Regions from separate parts of the Hordeum vulgare genome. Here region 1 is linked to region 2. Evidence: chromatin contacts called from public Hi-C data. All regions are on one chromosome and are shown on one strand. Each heading gives the region's core, a stretch centred on a gene start, on an enhancer-like site or on the middle of the called end of the contact. The rest is flanking DNA. Distances are from core to core; before and after follow the strand shown. Region 1 holds the start of LOC123430633 (cytochrome P450 704C1-like). Region 2 holds the start of LOC123427450 (fasciclin-like arabinogalactan protein 10).

Region 1 (4,914 bases), core at 666-3,165, 520 kb after region 2:
AACTGCCGCAAATATCTTCATCTGCCTATACGCAAACTCCTTCCCCAAGCAGATCCGAGGCCCCGCCTATGCCAGACACCACGACAAACGTAAACGTCACGTGAATATGGATAGCTCTGTACGGTTCAGGTCGTAGTCTGGTCCTGTGATGATTTGGTTACGCGTGCTCACCTGGAAGGCCGTGAACTTGTAGGGGCTCTCCGGGACGAACACGCCGTCGCCGTCGAGCCACCTCTCCGGCCTGAACTCCTCGGCGTCGTCGCCCCACAGGAACTTCATCCTGCCCATCGGGTACGGCTGGTAGTTCACCATGTCCCCTTTCCTCACGGCGTGCCCGTCCGGCAGCGTGTCATCCGAGAAGCAGTACTTGACATCCTACACCAACAAAACCATACTGATGGTGACGCCCGGTCCACACAGCACAGAAGTAGATTACTTATAATGCGCTAGGGGTAGGGATCGGGTGAGCTGACTCACGATGGGCACAGCCGGGTACAGCCGGAGGGTCTCCGTCAGCGCGGCGTGGAGGTACGGCATGTTGCTGATGGCGTCTTCTGTGAGGCACGCCGTGAGTTCTTGCGCGCCGACGTGCCGGTCGCCGGTGGTGGCCTCCCGCACCTCCCTCGCGATCTTGTCCTGGATGCGCTGCTTGCTGCACAGCACGTAGAGGAACCACGACAGCGTCCCCGCCGACGTGTCGCGGCCGGCGATCACGAAGTTGAGTATGATGTCCCGGAGGTACTTGTTGTCGAAGCAGCCGGGGTCTTTCTCCCTCTCCAGCAGGAACCTCGACAGGATGTCCTCTTTCTTGGCCTGCCAAGTCAGCAAATGTCACGACGCCAGATTTGCTGCTGCCACCTACCAGGCGGCGGCGCAATTTAGTGTTTGCAAGAGGGAAAAGCTTACGAATTCTTGTTGATCTCTGCCCATCTGCTCCATCTTCTTGTCGATGACGGCGTACACGAAGTCGTTGATGGTGCGCACCGACCGCTTCATGGCGGCCTCCGACGAGACGTTGAGCAGCCTCTTGGCCTTCCAGAGCGGGTCGAAGAACCTGTACAGCACCTGCTCGTTGGCGTCGTCGAAGGCCCTGGCGAACGCCGCGCTCTCCTGGCTGGACCCGGAGAGCGCGCCCAGGCTGACCCCGAACCCGATGGTGAAGATCGAGTCCAGCGTCGACCGCATGAACAGGTCCTGCATGTCAGCCCTCTCCCCGGCGGCGGCGGCGGCGGCCACGATGCCCGCGAGCTGGGCGGCCGTGTCGCGGAACACGCCGCTGCTGTACTCGCGGAGCACCCGGGTGGAGAACTCGAAGCTCGCGACCTTGCGCTGGTGCCGCCACATGGCGCCGTCGACGTTGAAGATGCCGTCGCCGAGGAGGTCCTCCAGCACGTCGTGGGTCATGGTGCCCTTGCCGTAGTTGGCGAAGTTGGTGCGGAGGATGTACTCCACGTTGGCGGGCTCCACGGTGTAGACGTAGTTGCAGGTCGGGGTGAGCATGCGGAAGGTGCGGTACCTCTGGGAGAGCTCCGTCTGGTACTCGGCCAGCCGGCCGAAGTTGAAGAGCTGGTGGAGCATGGTGCCGGCCACGGGCGGGTACTTCCGCCGCTTGCCGAGCAGGGCGTGGCGCGCCAGGTAGAGGGCCAGGAGGAGCAGCGACAGCGCCAGCAGCGTGGGCTGCTGGCTCAACGGTGAACCCATGGCCGTGACGGGTCACCGGTGCGAGGACGCCGGGCGTGCTGGCGCGTGGCGTGTGCCGTGTGGATTGAGGAGGATCAAGGCTTGGGTGCGAGACTGCGGGTGAGATGCACACAATTTCAGGAAGGCGCCTTGTTCTCTTCTTTTAACTGGCAATTTGGCTCATCTTCTCGTTTTCAACACACGTGGAGAAGACGAAAGCCAGATCGTTGAGATGGGTTCGTCGACGTGCCGTTTGAGTTAACGAAAAAAGGTACTAATAACTACGGTAAGGAACAGCCAAAACCTGGGAAAAATCCAAGAGTTGGGGTTGTAAATTGTAAACCCCACATCAGGATTCAGGACCAGCCAAATTGATGTTTAAAGTAGGCAGCAGTCAGATGTGAGTAGATCATCGCTTCATTTCGCCTGCTTCCCGTGGAGATTTTCCATTTTATTTTCTTTGAACCAGTCACATAATACTAATCAATAGATTCCCGCAAAATAATAGTCCTTCCATTTTCAATCACCTCGCATATTAGTCTCAAGTCAAACTTTTAAACTTTGACCAAGTCCAAACAAAAAATTATTAACATTCACAATACCAAATCAATACCATTGAAATCACTCATTGCAAAAAGAAAAAAAAACCATTGAAATCACCATTCAATATATTTTCATGTGTGTGTCTCTATATATATACACGCTATTCACATCCTGGATGAGGAAATAGTTATCCTTCATCCTTCTCTATTTTAACATCAACGCACCGTAATTTTATGTTTCGTAAATTTTGTCTTATTTTATACGTAAAAGAGACCTAAAAATTATAATCAACATTAAAATACTTTATGTCACGCAAATTTACGAACATAAAAAAAAGTGCAAAAATGCAAAAAAATAATAATTTTTTCCTAGTCTTGTGACCTATATTTTTTTTGTCAAATTTTACTTAATGATCTAATATAAATATAACTATTTTTATTTTAATATAATTTACATATAAATTGATTATTATATTAACTCGGATGAAGAAAAAACTATTCTGCATCCTGGGTGATGAATAAAGTTTCTATATTGTATACCATCACTTGCATTTTGTATGTTGTATGTACTATCTATCAAATCAGAGTGTATGTACGTGTACTATGTAGTACTCCCTTCGTCTTAAAAATCTTGTCTTAGGTTTGTCTAGAAATGGATGTATCAAAATAGTAAAACATGACTAGATACATTCATATCTAAACAAATATAAGACAAGAATTTTGGGACGGAGGGAGTATATAATAATGTTTAAGATAGTATATACATAACTTTTTGCACTATATATCATATTTTATGTATGCTCTTTTTTACGTACAAATATATACGTATTTCACAAATATAATAAAAACAATGGGTTAACTTGTATTTTTTCATGTAACCCACTTTGAAAACTCATATATATAATATATAAACGTAATTAAAATGATAAATAAGTACATAAACTAACGCATGATAGTATATGGAACATGCGTGGTAACTAGCCCTGGATGGTAGGATGTATCATTCGGTGAGGAATATTTATTCTTCATCCCCATTTATTTTCCCATTAATGCACCATATTTTTACGGTTCGCAATTTTTTTTTTCATACCTAAAAAGATAAAATAAGAAAAAAAATTACCGTAAAAAATATTTCATGCTATGTAAAGTTACAAACTTAAAAACATAGCATAAAATATACATCAAATATAAATTTTATGTTCTTATGACCTATATTTTTGTTTTTTTATGTCAAATTTTATATACTCGGCTAATATGCATGTAACCATTTAGATCTATTTGAAAATCAAACCATAAATGTAATTAGTTACTCCCTCCGTCACGGTTTAGAAGACACGTTTGAAAAATCTCTGGAACCAAGTTAGTCATAGATTGGTTGTAAGATGTAGCAGGTGTAAATGCTAATGCGCCTAATTAACTGAGAAAATACTATTACTAATGTGTGAGCAGCAAATTGGGAGGACGCATGCATGAGTAGTATTAGTACTAACTAATAGAAGTAATTGCTATCGCGCCTTAAATCTTGTCTATTTTGAAAACGCACGCAAGTTTAACTGTGCCTTCTAAACCGTGACGGAGGGAGTAGCAAAATAACTAAATGTGCAATTAATTAGGTTCATTTAAATATATATATTTCTCGGTCAGATCAATTTGCAAACTGTCTCATTAATGCAATAAACTGATTATGCATGCAGTTAATTCAGACTGTATATAATTATATAATCAGATTACAATTTTTTAATTGCCCATTAATTTGATATGTATATAATTAAGCATGTACATAATCAATTAATTTATTACGCAGCAGTTAATTGCACAGAATTAATTTGAAAGCCCTCCGCACGAGGACGGTCAGTAGGCTCTTAACGAAACTGTCGATCAACGCCTGTCAACATAGACAACAGTCACGATGCGCTTGCGTCATGGGTGATCGAGCGTTCGGCAAGATGGATGACAACTGTGATTTGTAGGACGTTCACATACATGCGGAAACTATCAGAAAGGCCCAGACATGACACATCAAGCAAACTTTACAGAAAGAAACCCACATAAAACAATATTACCAACACCACCACATAAGAGATTTGCTTCGTTTCTGCCTTCGTTTGACATTCATCGGAGGGGCTTTGCCTCACTTCTAGCGAGACTGAGGAAGCCCTCGCCTCATGCGCCCGTCTAGATGGGCGGGCCCATAGCTGGAGGAACGATCGGCTCCTAGTGCATATATATATTTTTAGTTTATTACAATATCTATATTTTTTAAATGGATACTAATTATATTTAAATATATTTAATTAATTATTAAAAAGGTACATGAAGTATAAAAAGTCCACATAGCTTGTAAAGAGTATTGGTAGCATTTGACAAACAATATTCGTGACATTCATAAAATCTTCGCTTACTTCAAAAAAAATTATCCTATCTACTCTCTCCGTCTCAAAATAAGTGTCGCTGACTTAGTACAAAATTTTTATTAATTTAGTTATAAATTTGCGACATTTATTTTGGAAAGGAGGGAGTATTTTTTATACACATGTCAAAATATATTCACATAATTCAGAAAAAATATATTTGTATCATTTTCAAAAATGTCACGTGTTTCAGAAAATGTACGTGAATTTTGTGAAACTTGTTTATACAATGTAAGAAATGTTCGTATTAGTATGACAAATGTTAAGTACCATTAAAAAGG
Region 2 (5,005 bases), core at 890-3,389:
GTTCAAACGATAAGATCTTCGTAGAATATGTAGGATCCAATATGGGCATCCAGGTCCCGCTATTGGATATTGACCGAGGAGTCTCTCGGGTCATGTCTACATAGTTATCGAACCCGCAGGGTCTGCACACTTAAGGTTCGACGTTGTTTTATGCGTATTTGAGTTATATGGTTGGTTACCGAATGTTGTTCGGAGTCCCGGATGAGATCACGGACGTCACGAGGGTTTCCGGAATGGTCCGGAAACGAAGATTGATATATAGGATGACCTCATTTGATTACCGGAAGGTTTTTGGAGTTACCGGAAATGTACCGGGAATGACGAATGGGTTCCGGGAGTTCACCGGGGGGGCAACCCACCCCGGGGAAGCCCATAGGCCTTGGGGGAGACACACCAGCCCTTAGTGGGCTGGTGGGACATCCCACAAGTGCTCTATGCGCCAAGAGAAGAAAAATCAAGAGGAAAAAAAAAGGAGGAGGTGGGAAGGGAGGGGGACTCCCTCCCACCAAACCTAGTCCAACTCGGTTTGGGGGGGGGGGAGAGTCCTCCCCCTTGGCTCGGCCGACCCCCTTGAGGGTCCTTGGACCCCAAGGCAAGGCCCCCTCCCTCCCACCTATATATACGGAGGTTTTAGGGCTGATTTGAGACGACTTTTCCACGGCAGCCCGACCACATACCTCCACGGTTTTTCCTCTAGGTCGCGTTTCTGCGGAGCTCGGGCGGAGCCCTGCTGAGACAAGGTCATCACCCAACCTCCGGAGCGCCGTCACGCTGCCGGAGAACTCTTCTACCTCTCCGTCTCTCTTGCTGGATCAAGAAGGCCGAGATCATCGTCGAGCTGTACGTGTGCTGAACGCGGAGGTGCCGTCCGTTCGGTACTAGATCGTGGGACTGATCGCGGGATTGTTCGCGGGGCGGATCGAGGGACGTGAGGACGTTCCACTACATCAACCTCGTTCTCTAACGCTTCTGCTGTACGGTCTACAAGGGTACGTAGATCACTCATCCCCTCTCGTAGATGGACATCACCATGATAGGTCTTCGTGCGCGTAAGAAATTTTTTGTTTCCCGTGCGACGTTCCCCAACAAGTATATGATACAAGATATTAAGAACACTGCTAATTAAATAATTTTTTTTAAGAAAGGCAAGAAACAAAGGCACCTGGATGGTCGAGCGGGGCGAGCGGGGAGCGGCACGGGGGCGGCGGCGGCCAAGCGGGGCGCGGCGCGGGGCGGGGAGAGCGGGGTGCGGCGCAGCGGGGCGCGGGGAGCGGCGCGGGGCGAGCGGAAGCGCAGGGCGGCGATGGCAGGGCGGGAGAGGAGGGCGGCGGCGGCGCGGGGCCAACGGTGGCGGTACTCGGTGACGGGAGAGGAGGGTCGCAGCGGCGGGTCGGGAAAGGAGGGCGGCTCGGGGGCGGGGAGCGGGGGGAGGGGTCGCGACAGCTGGGCGAGCGGGGGCGAGTAGGAGCGGCGGGCGATCGGGGTGAGCGGGGCGAGGGCTTGCGGGAGCAGTTCCAGATCGGGGTGAGGGGGAGGCGGACGACGAGGGGGAGGAGGAGGCGGACGGGGAGGGAGAGTTTCGTTGGTGGAGTATGTTCAGCCAATTGTAATTGCTAAGTACACCCAGCAGACGGTGGATTAACGAGGGATGTTAGATTAAGATCTGTGGGATTAATCGTGGGGTGCTGATTGGTTTTTTTTGTGTGGGGCATTTGATGGGGTGGGTGTAGTGTAATTTTTGTTCGATTGTTTAATAGTAGTATAGATGTATCGTGTGTGCACCCTTCAAAAACAGTCCAAGGTGTATGGAGGAAAAATTCTGAAAATTTCACTTTTAGAAACCATATCCATGTGCTAAAATAAATGAAAAACATACAGATTGTTTTGTAAACAACAACATTTTCTATTTTGGAAGTGGTAAACAAATTTCAGAAGACGGGGCCAATCGTGAGGCAGAAGCAAAGGTGTCTTCGGTCACCCCCACCGCAGAAAATCATCACAGCTCTCAAGGCGCTGGCACCCGCTCAGACATGAGTGCCCCACACCCAACCCGGAACCTAACCATGGTGAAATGTAACCCAACCCAGCCTGGCCTCAACCCAACCCCAACACGCCAAAAACCCAGGCGCACCGCGCACGAAAGCTAAAACCCCCACCCACGCACGCGTTACACCTCTCCCGTCCCGTTTCGGCGTTTCCCCACACAACCACCGCGATGGCCGCCGGCCGCCGCCTCCTCGTCCTCCTGGCCGTGTCCCTCGCCGCCGTCGCCGCCACCCGCGGCCACAACATCACGGAGATCCTCGACGGCTACTCCGAGTACTCGCTCTACAACAACTACCTCTCGCAGACCAAGGTGTGCGACGAGATCAACAGCCGCAGCACCGTCACCTCCCTCGTCCTCACCAACGGCGCCATGTCCTCCCTCGTCGCCAACCTCTCCCTCGCCGACGTCAAGAACGCGCTGCGCCTCCTCACCCTCCTCGACTACTACGACCCCAAGAAGCTGCACTCGCTCCACGGCGGCTCCGAGCTCACCACCACGCTCTACCAGACCACCGGCGACGCCTCCGGGGACATGGGCCACGTCAACATCACCAGCCTCCGCGGCGGCAAGGTCGGCTTCGCCTCCGCCGAGCCCGGCTCCAAGTTCCAGGCCACCTACACCAAGTCCATCAAGGAGGAGCCCTACAACCTCTCCGTCCTCGAGGTCTCCGACCCCATCACCTTCCCCGGCCTCTTCAGCTCCCCCTCCGCCGCCTCCACCAACCTCACCGCGCTCCTCGAGAAGGCCGGCTGCAAGCACTTCGCGCGCCTCATCGTTTCCTCCGGGGTCATCAAGACGTACCAGGCGGCCATGGACAAGGGGCTCACCCTCTTCGCGCCCAACGACGACGCGTTCCAGGCCAAGGGCCTGCCGGATCTCAGCAAGCTCTCCAGCGCCGACCTCGTGGCGCTGCTGGAGTACCACGCCTTGCCGCAGTACGCGCCCAAGGCGTCGCTCAAGACCATGAAGGGCGGCATCCCGACCCTGGCCTCCACCGGCAAGGGCAAGTACGACCTCTCCGTGGTTGCCAAGGGCGACGACGTGTCCATGGACACCGGCATGGACAAGTCCCGCGTCGCGTCCACGGTGCTGGACGACACACCGGTGACCGTGCACACGGTGGACAGCGTGCTGCTGCCGCCGGAGCTCTTCGGTGGCGCCCCGTCGCCGGCACCCGGAGCGTCAGCCGATTCACCAGCGTCGGCCCCTGCACCGGAAACCTCCTCCGCGCCGGCGCCCTCTCCCAAGCACGACAAGAAGAAGCCCAAAGGTAAGTCGCCAGCGCATTCCCCACCCGCGCCGCCGGCCGATTCCCCTGACAATGCCCCCGCCGACGCGCCGGATGGGGAGGGAGACGAGGAGGCGGACAAGGCCGACAGCAAGAACGGCGCGACCGCGGTGGGCATGAGCATTGCGGCCATGGTGGCCTCTGTCGCTCTCGTCGGCGCGTCACTCCTCTGATCCGCCCAAGCGTTCGACATCGAGCGCTCGTTTTGTTTTCCTCTGGGCACGCATGATGTGATGCACCTCGGTCTCGCTTGTGAGTTCTAGAGCCATTGAAATGCTCGTCCGAAGTTGTTATACTTCTTCCTGGTTTGGATCATTTGGGCGATTGTGATAACCTTCCTTGGTAGTTTCAGTAGCTGCGTAGTAGTACTAGTACAAGTTTATTGAGTTTGATTTTGCTATGCTCGTTCCTGTTGGGGATGCATTCCACATGCCAAGAACTCCATTCCATATCTTTAGATGCAGTTATCTTGCATTATCGATGAAGTTACTTGTGATTTGATCTTACGAATTAACTGATGCATTGGTTGGTTTTTTTTTTTTTTTGAGGAAAAATGCATTGGTTCGTTGGTAGGTCTATGCACTGTACCAGTACCACGTATCACCGATTTGCACATTAAACAGTACTACTACATTGCATCCCCGAAAAAAAAACAGTTGTACATTGCATGACCGATGTGTGCCACATGGCAAAAAATGGGGTGCTGCTGGCCTACTTGATAAGTACTTATCAGTGACGTGATAGCCTGACAGTGACCGCATTAAGAGGATTGTACCACAAAAACCTTCTAAATCGTGGACCATTAAGCCCGCAACCGCTTCGAATTTGTCATCTTCTGCAGGGAGTCAGGACGATCATAAAGAAGATGGCATTCCCGCATAAAAATGCAGACCGGACGCGTCAAATCAACCCGAAGATTGCAGCTCGACGTGTTTTGAATTTCGGTGGCGCAATGGGGTTTCGAAATGGCTGGAAATTCCAAAACATTTCCTACGCAAAATTGACCGCCTCTCGCTATACTGCCTTTTCTTTTACCAATTTACCCACTGCAGGTCTGCAGCAACAGCGTTGGTTCAGGGGTCGCCGCGCCTATCATGTGACTCTGCCGTCTGCAACGAGCCCGACACCGCTGGCCCATGCCGAACCCTTTTACCCGTTTGCGCCGCAGAGGCGCTGGAGCCGTGGTCCCTGTAAAGCGAGAGCTCGTGGGCCGGCTCTATATTTTTCGGGGTTCTGGGGCGAAGTTCAAAAATAAGCCCTTAGGGAAATAAATGTGTACACATTTATAGATATACAAATGTAATATATTAAAGTTTAAATCAAATCATACATTCTTATTTAGATATATCTATAAATAATTGATAAACGTTTAAGTTATGTCATAGCACGATAAAAAAATAGAGTAGTGAAATATAGCAAATAATATTCTCTGCTAGTTTGATTACCTCAAATAAGAACCAAGTTTTTATGAGTTCATCGATAATAATATAATCAGATCAATCAGGGTATGAGATCAACTAATCTAAAAGGACTAGGACACTAGGTAAATATATGCGCAGACATGCAGTATTTAAATTACCTTGAACGAATGGGCGCATGGATCAAGGCATTGTTATTTGTTAATCACCAGGCCTGATCACGTGCTGCAGTGCTGGGTGATCTTCAATTCT

The links. A called contact is a pair of places that touch in the nucleus more often than the background predicts.
Region 1: a Hi-C map of leaf shows a contact between it and region 2, with 3 times the contacts expected there. The contact joins the promoter of LOC123430633 here to the promoter of LOC123427450 in region 2. A contact is called at or near these places in 2 of 6 Hi-C or Micro-C datasets (leaf and seedling) and 1 of 1 datasets of contacts at active chromatin or transcription factors (embryo).

Annotation. Positions count from the first base shown.
Region 1 is chr2H:583,975,669-583,980,582 of MorexV3_pseudomolecules_assembly, forward strand. LOC123430633 (cytochrome P450 704C1-like) reads right to left here and starts at 1,916. Exons shown (of 4, transcript XM_045114487.1): 1 at 907-1,916; 2 at 478-813; 3 at 172-375; 4 at 1-66. The coding sequence starts at 1,701.
Region 2 is chr2H:583,454,604-583,459,608 of MorexV3_pseudomolecules_assembly, forward strand. It overlaps LOC123427450 (fasciclin-like arabinogalactan protein 10), which reads left to right and starts at 2,140. Exons shown (of 1, transcript XM_045111502.1): 1 at 2,140-3,735. The coding sequence starts at 2,216. The coding sequence ends at 3,508.